Linked DNA regions of Callithrix jacchus: region 2 is linked to region 1. Evidence: chromatin contacts called from public Hi-C data. All regions are on one chromosome and are shown on one strand. The core of a region is the stretch at or near the end of the contact, and the rest is flanking DNA. Distances in the headings are between cores, read along the strand shown. Region 1 overlaps IRAG1 (inositol 1,4,5-triphosphate receptor associated 1). Region 2 has its middle 14 kb from the start of CTR9.

Region 1 (4,630 bases), core at 882-3,381:
TATAATCCAGGCTAGTGTGACTCCTAGGCCCATTGTCTTTCCTCTCTTCCATTCTGGCTTCTTCACCAGCAGTTCTGCTTGAGTGCAGCAGAAAAGCCTAGCAGGGGGCCCCCTGCCTCCAAGGGGAGAACTGGAGTGAGTACTCTCAGTGAGGCTAAGGATGGTGGGAGGCAGAGGGGAGGAAGCAGTACCTACACTTTGGTTGTCAGGTCAGGGGTCTTATGAGGGCTTAAGAGTGGCCCACAGTTGAGCCTGCATGTCCCCTGCTGTGTGGTGTGGCAGATTCATCCCCCCATCCTTCTACTCACTGTCTGCCAGTCCACCCGTTCCCCCCTCACCCTCTGACCTTTCCATTCCTGCACCTCCACTGGTTTGTCCATTCAGAAAGCCCCACACTTGTTAGGTCAACAGCACAGGTTCTGCCTCTGGAAATAGCTGTTGTAGAACCCTGCGGGCTGTAGCAGCAGGGCAGGAGGACAGCAAAGGGCCATGAAAGCACAGGCAGGCCCGGCCACAGCTGGCCACACACCTCCACCCTGCACAGGTAGCCAATGGTGGGGGCGGTTCTGTGCTCGCAGCCTTGGGAAGGGTGGTAGCAGCAGGTGGAGGAAAGAGAGGCCAGCCCCGCCTTATAGGCTTCAAAGGCCTTACTGTATCCCAGAAAGTACAGAGTCATCATCAGGACGCAGGGTTCAGGAGCAGTCTTTACAGAGACTATCTCTTTCAGTGCTCTCAGCAACCCTGTGAGGTGGGGAGAGTAAGTACTAATATTATTAACATTAAAATTAGACCCATTTTACAGATAAGGGAACAGAGGCCCAGATACTTGCCCAATGTCATTGCCTGTGAATGGCGGAGCTGGGAATTTATTGCATCTGGGTCTGATGCTCCCCTTCCTTGCAGAGCCAAGCCTGTTCTCCACAGGCAGCAGCAACCTCTCATCCTGACCCCAAAGATGCCTCTCCCAGAGACTTGCAACCTGCCTAGAAGAGACCAAACTCCTCTCTTAAAACCACAGTATCCCAGGAGCACAGCCTGTAAGTTGAGTGGCTCTCAGATTCTATGAATCTCTGAACATTGAGGGAAGAGCCAAGAAACTCTTTCGGGAAACAATGGGTTAACCTAGCCTCCACTGACCTTTCTGGAGTGACTCAGTATTCTCAGAAGGGAGTTTTTTTTGTTGTTGTTGTTCTTCCAGCTTTGAATTTTTGCTTTCATTTTAGCAGTACAAAGAATGTGAAAGAGATTAGGTTGCTATTAATACCACGGGTCTATCTCTAGATGAACAACTGATGGGGGGCATTGTTTGGGGTGACTGCACAAGGGGCTCTCTTAGCCTTTCTGTAAATCCAGAGGGTGACAGAAGGGCCACTGGGAACTCACCAGTCCTACCCCTGTGCCCATTTTTACTGATGGGGAACTGAGACCTAGAGAGGGGGAGGCACGTGACCAAGGCCACACTTGTAAGTGAGGGGCAGAGTCAGAGAAGGCCCCAGAGCCCCCACACCCCACGCCCGGATACACATGGCAGCTTTCTGACTTTTCATTTTGATGGTTTTGCTCATGGTGAAGGGTAAGCCATTGTGTCTGTGCCAGGAAAGCAGGCGTCCTTCGGCAGCGCCTCATGATCGTCCTTGCTCTCGTGGTCACTCTCGCGGGAAAGAGGATGCTCCCGCAAGGGATCTGCTGAAAGTGCTGGGAGGTGCTCCTGGGGGTCCCCTGGGCCTGGCCAACTGCAGAGCTGGGTTCTGTACCTCCACAAGTGAGCTGGAGAGGGAGCCTGCCTCGGGAAAACCCCATCCTGCTTCCTAACCTTGGCCTGCTCATGGGGCTTTGGAGCTTGGCAGACTCAGTTCTAATCCTTCCTCTGCCACTCCCTTGCTGGATAAATCTCCCCTAGCCTCAGTTTCCTCATTTGGAAATGGAGGTGATAGCACCTACCTTTTAGGGTTATTGTAAGGATTAAAACAGGAAATACATGCAAGGTGCTAGCACACAGAATGCATTCAGTTCCCTCACATTCTCCAAACAGGGCAGCTGAGTTCTCTAAGCATGGCATCAACAAAACAAAACCAAGGCTCAGAGACCCTGGTGTTCATCCTAGGGGGCTGAGCCCCTAGACTTCTCTCCTGCAAGTAAAGGAGACTCAGTCCTGGTCTGTGCCATGGACAGTCCCACGTCTGGGCTGTGGTTGCCCCAAGTCTGTGCTGTGCTCAGTCCCAGGTCAGTCTGGTTTCGAAGCCCCAGCTCCTTCCACTATCCCTGTACTGATGGCAATTCCCAAAACAGAGGTTTTCATTCCACAGGTGAGACACGAGGCCTAGTGTGCAATCCCTCCTGGAAAAGGGTCGGTCACAGTGTCTGGCCAAGTAGGTATTTGAACAATTGGGTGAATGAGTGAGTGGAGGGGGTTCAGCCACCCCCAGTGTGTGGTGGAAGCCCCAGGATTCCCTCCTGAAAGTGGTTCTAGAGTGAAGGGAATTGTGGGGGAGCAGGAACATGGAGAAGGGCGGAGATGCAGGGAGAAAGCCTCCATGGCAACAGAAAAGGAAGGAGGAGGAAGTGGAAGGCACTTCCCATATGGCTGTGTCCCCTAAACAAAGACGTGTTTGGGGAGGCTGGCCCCAAGCACCCCAACACTCCCAGGGTTTGTATATCCGTGAAAAACCTTCTCAGGGCCTGATTTTCTCCAGCCCTGCTCTCTACTCCTGTGGAACTCGTATTGGCTTTGTTGACCGGGGGTGCCCTGGGAAGGAGCCAGCACCTGCTCAGACCAGTGACAGGAAATAAGCCTAAACATCTCCCCAGGTTTCCTTTCCAGCTTGTTCACTTCAGCAATTCTTTTTTTAAAAATAGGTCCACTTGAAAAAAACTTTTCTTCTTCAAAATATGTACAATTGCTCAATCGGAGGCAGTTCAAAGGCACCGGGAATAGCAGCAAAGTATCTAAGCCTCCCATTTAACGCCTAGCAAATAGAAATCTTGCCCAGTTCTGTTTGTTCCAGGCTGCTCAGCAGCCTCTTCTCTGAGTGACTCACTCCAGAGTGACATGAGTCATCATCCTGGGGTCAAGGACCACACGGTATTCGTGGGTCTGCGAGACCCCATAAAGGGCAGGGCACCCAGTGGTCACCAGGAAGAGATGAAGGATCAGGAACTGTGTCCCAGGCCCTAGGGTTGGCTCTGCCCTTCCCCTGTGGGTGACCTTAGGGAGTCACTGAGCCTGAGAAGTAGGTGAATTTCTGGGCCCTTCTAACTTATACTTTGGAGAGATCTCTTTAGTGGTGCATAGGATCCTGTTTGCTGCAGCTCTTAAGAGTCTAATGTGATTTTCAAGAATTGTATGAACTGGTGGTTAAACACAGACATTATTAAAAAATAAATTATATAAACTCACATTAAACAAAAAGGAGGTAAATACTCAAAATAACTGCTTTCTAATTATTTTACTACATTTTACCTGTGCGCTTAGGATGGTGTATTTCTACTGTCTCTGCAAACACATATAATGATTTTCTACTGCCCATCTCTTTTCAGTTCCATGATCAGTGAGGTCGAGTTAGTAGCTTGTCATTGGTCATAGTGGGAGTATCTATACCATGGAAATTGGCAAATCAGAAACATACATACATATCAGGGCCTCCCCCTCCACCCAGAGAGCTGGCAGCACACCACTGAGCCACTCAGCACAGCCCCAGGCCCCTGATTCTTGCTCCTTCCAGGGTGCAGAAGGAACGCAGATGACTTTACTATCACCCCAAGACAGCATATTTACAGAGATTTCATTGCCAATTGTCTTTGAACAACTCTTCCCAAGTGGACCACAGATCCCTCACATTCACCACGTCCCTGACAGAGCCCACTGTTTCTTTCCGTCCCTAGCCCACTCTTCCTGTACCCTAGAGAATGGCACTCAAGCTATAAACCCACAAGTCATAGTGACTCCTTCATTTCTGTCACCCTCCACATTCAATTAGATGACTCTGAGTCCTGTCAATCCTAGTTCAGAAATGCCCTTCCTCTCATCCGTACCACCTCTGCCCATGGCTCTGTGTGACCTGAGTTACTGCAACCACCTCATTTGTCTCCTTACCTCTGACCTGGCCCCTTCCATGCACCCTCCATCATGATAGTAGAGCAGTCTGTCTGAAACATAAATTTGATCATCCTTCCCCTTTGGGATCTTTAAGGATTCCCTTTTACCATGAGGCCAGTTCTGAGTCACTCCTAGCCCTTCTTTCTGGACTGATCCCCTCTTTCAGCCTTCATACACCTTATGCCCCAATCACAGTGGACCAAAAGCCAACCTCCAAACATGCCCTGCTTCTTTTCACCCTGGGCATATATTCTCTTCCTTATATTTGGGCTACTTTCTGTCTTCTTTCTATACTTTGTGGGTTCCTACTTGTCCTCCAAGACCCAGTTCAAATATCCCCTCCTTCAAAAACCCATTCCTCCTCTTCACTGCAGAAAAAGTTACTCCCTTCCTGTAGTAGTTTCCTACTGCATCTGTACCATATCTCCACACATTTGGTGGCTTAAAACTGACAAATTCATTATCTTACAATTCTTGAGGTCAGAAGTTCAAAATCCGTCTCAGCAGGCTAAAGTCTAAGTATCGGCAGGGCTG
Region 2 (4,630 bases), core at 1,144-3,643, 80 kb after region 1:
CATTGTGGTTACTTTGAGGAAGGAGGGGGAGGAAAGAGCAGTCTTCCCTAAAGAGGAGGCTGGACCCCTCCCAGGCTTTCCCATAAAAAAGTTCTGGGAGCAGTTGATCCATTCTGAGGTTTTCAGATATAAATAGAAAATTGCCAGGTGCAGTGGCCCCTGCCTGTAATCCTAGCTATTCAGGAGGCTGAGGTGGGAGAATTGCTTGAGCCCATGAGTTTGAGCCTATAGTGAGCTATGATCATACCACTGCATCCCAGTATGGGTGACACAGCGGGAAAGAAGGAAGAAAGGAAGGAAGGGAAGGAGGGAGGGTGGGAGGGAAAAGGAAGGGAGAAAGAAAGGGAAAAAGATAGAGAAAGAGAAAAAGGGAGAGAGAGAAAAAGGGAGAGAGAGAAAGAGAAGAAAGAAGAAAAAAGAGAAGAAAGGAAAGCAAGCAAGCAAGAAAGAAAGAAAAAAGAAAATCAAACTCGAATGCCTTAAATGACCAAAACAACCTCCTCTTGGTTCACAAAATCTGAAGTTTAGAGGGCATGTGGGCCTCTGGCACAGGCTGTTGAGAGGCTCCCAGCTTTTTGGGGGCTGCATCTCTGCTTGTCTGAAAGTTTCTCACCCCTGCCTCCCAGTGGGCTTTTTCTAAACCAGCCTTTCCTTGAGGTAGCACATGGCAGCCAAAAGAGTCCAGGGCCACTCACGTCTGGGGATCAGTGTGGTTGTATGCCCACCCCTAAAAAAAATCACAGTGGCCAAGGGAATGCTAAGGGAGCTAGGATTATATTGATGGGTTTAGGCCAATTGGAACTGACCCCTGAAACTAAGAGTTGGTTTGATCCTAGACTTAAACCACATGGCTGCTTTACACAATGGGGTGGGGGTGCAGAAAGGGGGAACCTGCAATGGCAACTGCAGAGGCAACCATAATATTCACCCCAAAGACCCTTCATCCGGGTGAGAGTCGGTGTATCATGTTGAGTGTGTCAGTGTGTACGTGTGATGCGTCAGTGTGTGAGGTGTGTGCTGATGGGTATGAGAGTGTATTGTGCATGTAATGTGACTGTGAGCCTGTGAGTGAAGTGTGTGTGTATATGTATGTTGTGTGTGATTGCATATATGGTGAAGTGTGTATGTATGTTTGTATTACTTGAAAAACCATATGCTGAACTAAGTGTGGATTCCATTTGCGGCCTTCCATTCGTTAAAAAAAAAATTTTTTTTTAATTTTTTTAGAAAGAAAGAAAGAAAAAAGGAATGAAGAAGAGGAAGAAAGAGGAACAAGAAGAGGGAGAGAGAACGGGAGTGTTGCTTTATTGCCCAGGCTAGAATGCAGTCTAAAAATGGGTATTGAAAATTTCTTTTATGCCAATAATTGTGCTTAATAATGGCCAACCAATATTTCATTTAAACCTGTGAGTAGGTGTGATGTGGTACTGATAAGAGTGTATATTTTGTGTATTTAAAGTGGAGAGTTCTATAAATGTTTATTAAGTTTACTTGTTCCAGATCTGAGTTCAAGTCATGGATATCCTTATTAATTTTCTGTCTCGTTGATCTATCTAATATTGAAGTTGAGGTACAGGTGGTTTGAGGTACAGGTGGTTTTTGGTTCCATGGATAAATTCTTTAGTGGTGATTTCTGAGATTTTAGTGCACCCATCACCCCAGCAGTGACACTGCACCTAATATGTAGTCTTTTATCCCCCACTCCCTCCCAACCTTCCCCCCCACTCCCACCAGTCCCCAAAGTCCATTATATCATTCTTGTTGGGACCTTCCTTCTATCCTGACTCTGCTGCTGCCACCTTGCTGGCCCCCAAGGGGCTCCCCCATCCCCCACCCTCACCCCAGTTCATGAGCAAAATCTCTTTTCCCCTAAGCATAGATGGCAGGGTGGAAATTTTAACAACTTTCCTAACAAAAAAGGAGGAGAGAAAGGAACTCCATTCAGAGCGAATAAGAAACCTAGAAAGTCATTTTTGACAATGTATGTCCCTGAGGTAGTAATGACCTCCTATTTCCCCCACCCTGCTGTCTCCCTTAGGGTCTTCCCAGCCCCCTGCCTGGCGCTAACTGCTGGATGCCACCCTAGGACGTTTGTGCCCTCGCAGCCAAGGCCAAAAATCCCAGTTGCACATCTGTACTCACCATTCCACCTCAGGGCCCTCTGTCACCCCCACCCTGTCCTCTGGCCTCTCCTCCCATCTCCTTGGAGAGACTTGGTGACCTTTCCAACAAGGGCCCCACGGTAAGAAAGATGGCTTCCTTCTACTCTGTGGTGAGGATCGGCAGGTGTAAACACACATAGGAACATTGCCTCAAGCGCTCCAACAGCGCACTCTAGAGTCCTACAAAGGACTAGACAAAACAAGGTCATCTTCCCAAGTCCCAGCCCAGTACCTGGCCGCCCACCCCTTGCTCCGCCCAGGGCCCGCTCCAACCGGCAGATCCCGCTCCCTCCGGCAGATCCCAGTCCAGCGCAGCCCTCTACTGCCCTCTGCTGGGTTCTTGCCTACACAGCCCGGGGCTCGCCAGCCACCAAGAACACCTGGGCTTTTGGCCAAGCTTTTCATGTTCTTCTGCCGTCTGGAGACTGGAACAGGTTCACCAATATTTTCACCCACCCATCACTCCTCAGTATGCTGCAACCTGTGAAAAGTCACCTAGTCGTTCTGAGTCTCATGTCCTCCATTTTTTTTTTTTTAAAAAAAAAAAGCAAAACAGAGGTTATAACCGCTACCTCACAGGACCAGGGTGAAGATTAAAAGGACTGACTCATTCATTCATGAGTCATATGTTTATTGCACCCCTACTGTTTGCTAGACACTGGGTTGGTACTAAGGATACAAAAAGAAATTATCCCTGCCCGAATGGTGCTTACTGCTCTGTGTACACAAATATATAGTCGTGAATCATGATAAAGGAACTCAGTAAGATGCTGGGATAGACTAAGATGAGGGGAAGCTTCGGGGATGATAAGGAGGCAACTCGAGCATGAATACGAGTCACACCAAAGGGATAAGGGGTTTTGGGGCGGGTCTTCCAGGCAGAGGGGCAAGAAGACCCCAGAAAAGGTGACAGAGGTGGGGAGTAGCTATAGCTGGAGGGTGGCCAGAGAGGGCAGGGTCTTGATGAAAATGGAAAGGAGTCTGGACTTTATTCCAAGTGCTGTGGGAGCCATGGAAGGGTCGAGAAGTGGGGTTGTAAGGCAGTGGCCCACGTCTGTAATCCCAATACCTTGGGAGGCCAAGGCAGGCAGATCACCTGAGGTCAGGAGTTCGAGACCAGCCTAGCCAATGTGGTGAAACCTCGTCTCTACCCCCGCCCATACAAAAATTAGCTGGGCATGGTGGCAAGCACCCGCAGTCCCAGCTACTCAGGAGACTGAGGCCAGGGAATTGCTTGAACCCAAGACAGGGAGGTCACTGGGTAACCACTTGGGAATTCTCATCTATTCCCAAGATTGCATCACTGGGTGACACAGGGACACTCTGTCTCAAAAAAGAAAGAAAGAAAGAAAGAAAGAGAAATTAAAAACAAAAAAAGGAATAGGGTTTTGAGATCGTGCCCTCCTGCTCTCCCTGCCACGCAGCTCGCCAGTGTCCTGAAGGCTCCTTCTTCTCCACACATCTCTAAATACTGATGCTCCCCTAGGCCTGGGCCTGGACCCTCTTTTCTTCTCTCTCCAACTCTCCTTCTCCTCCACCATCTCCCTCATTCCTATGATTCTGAATAACATTTCTATTTGGGTTGGTGTATTAACCTAGACCCCTCTTTCTGGGTCCAGATCCACACATATCAAAGAACTTCCTCTGCTCTCTGCTTTTCGATTTCTCAGATCTCTCAAACTTAACATCTCAACCCTGATTTAATCCTGGCATAGTCACTGCCAAACCTGTCTTCCCCATCTCAGCAAAAGGTGTCACTTGCTGAGACTTTATAATATAGATAAGCTCAACTATTTTAAACACACATACAATGTTTTTTAGTGGAGACAAGGTCTTGTTATGTTGTCCAGACTGTTCTGAACTCCTGAGCTCAGATGATCCTCCTGCCTCAGCCTCCCAGAGTGCTAGAATTGTGGGTGTGAGCCACTGCACCTAGCCAATGATATTTTTTAAAGTCCCACAGCTGTCCCCTCCTCATAACAGACGGAGTGATGAGGTCATCCTCTGGGAAATTGGAGCATGTCAGTTTCCTGCTTCAAATTCATTAAAGGCTTCCCTTTGTGCTTAAGACAAAACCAAGCTCCTCACCATGGTCTACAAAGTCCTACAAAATCTGGCCTAGCTTTCCCATCCCATTTCATATCCTTCTCTCCCTTGTTTAATGTGCTCACCACTGCCCTTTTTATTTTTTCGTTTAACCTCCTGTATGCAAGCCAGGCTGCTTTCTGCCTCCAGCTATTGCACATGCAGCTTCCTCTACCTGAAATGCTCCTGCCTCATCTCCATGAAGCTGGTTACTTCTTATTCTTCAAATGTCAGCCTACATGTCACCTAGTTAGCAAAATATTCTCCATTTGCCACATCTAAAGTATGTCCACTTCTAGGTCTAGCCTTATATCAAAACATATTTTGAGGCTGAGCGCAGTGGCTCACGCCTGTAATCCCAGCATTTTGGGAGGCTGAGGTGG

Evidence for each region. A called contact is a pair of places that touch in the nucleus more often than the background predicts.
Region 2: a contact with region 1 is called in a Hi-C map of induced pluripotent stem cells, with 2.8 times the contacts expected there. The contact joins two enhancer-like sites. A contact is called at or near these places in 2 of 3 Hi-C or Micro-C datasets (induced pluripotent stem cells and skeletal muscle).

The regions. Positions count from the first base shown.
Region 1 is chr10:76,505,375-76,510,004 of calJac240_pri, forward strand. The region is part of intron 2 of IRAG1 (inositol 1,4,5-triphosphate receptor associated 1); the gene reads right to left. Among named protein-coding and RNA genes, the nearest start is that of IRAG1, 35 kb to the right of the region's middle. Within about 2 kb of position 2,132, at least 7 of the 16 cell types and tissues checked have an H3K27ac peak or open chromatin away from gene starts, as enhancers often do.
Region 2 is chr10:76,584,953-76,589,582 of calJac240_pri, forward strand. No RefSeq gene overlaps it. Among named protein-coding and RNA genes, the nearest start is that of CTR9, 14 kb to the right of the region's middle. Within about 2 kb of position 2,394, at least 3 of the 16 cell types and tissues checked have an H3K27ac peak or open chromatin away from gene starts, as enhancers often do.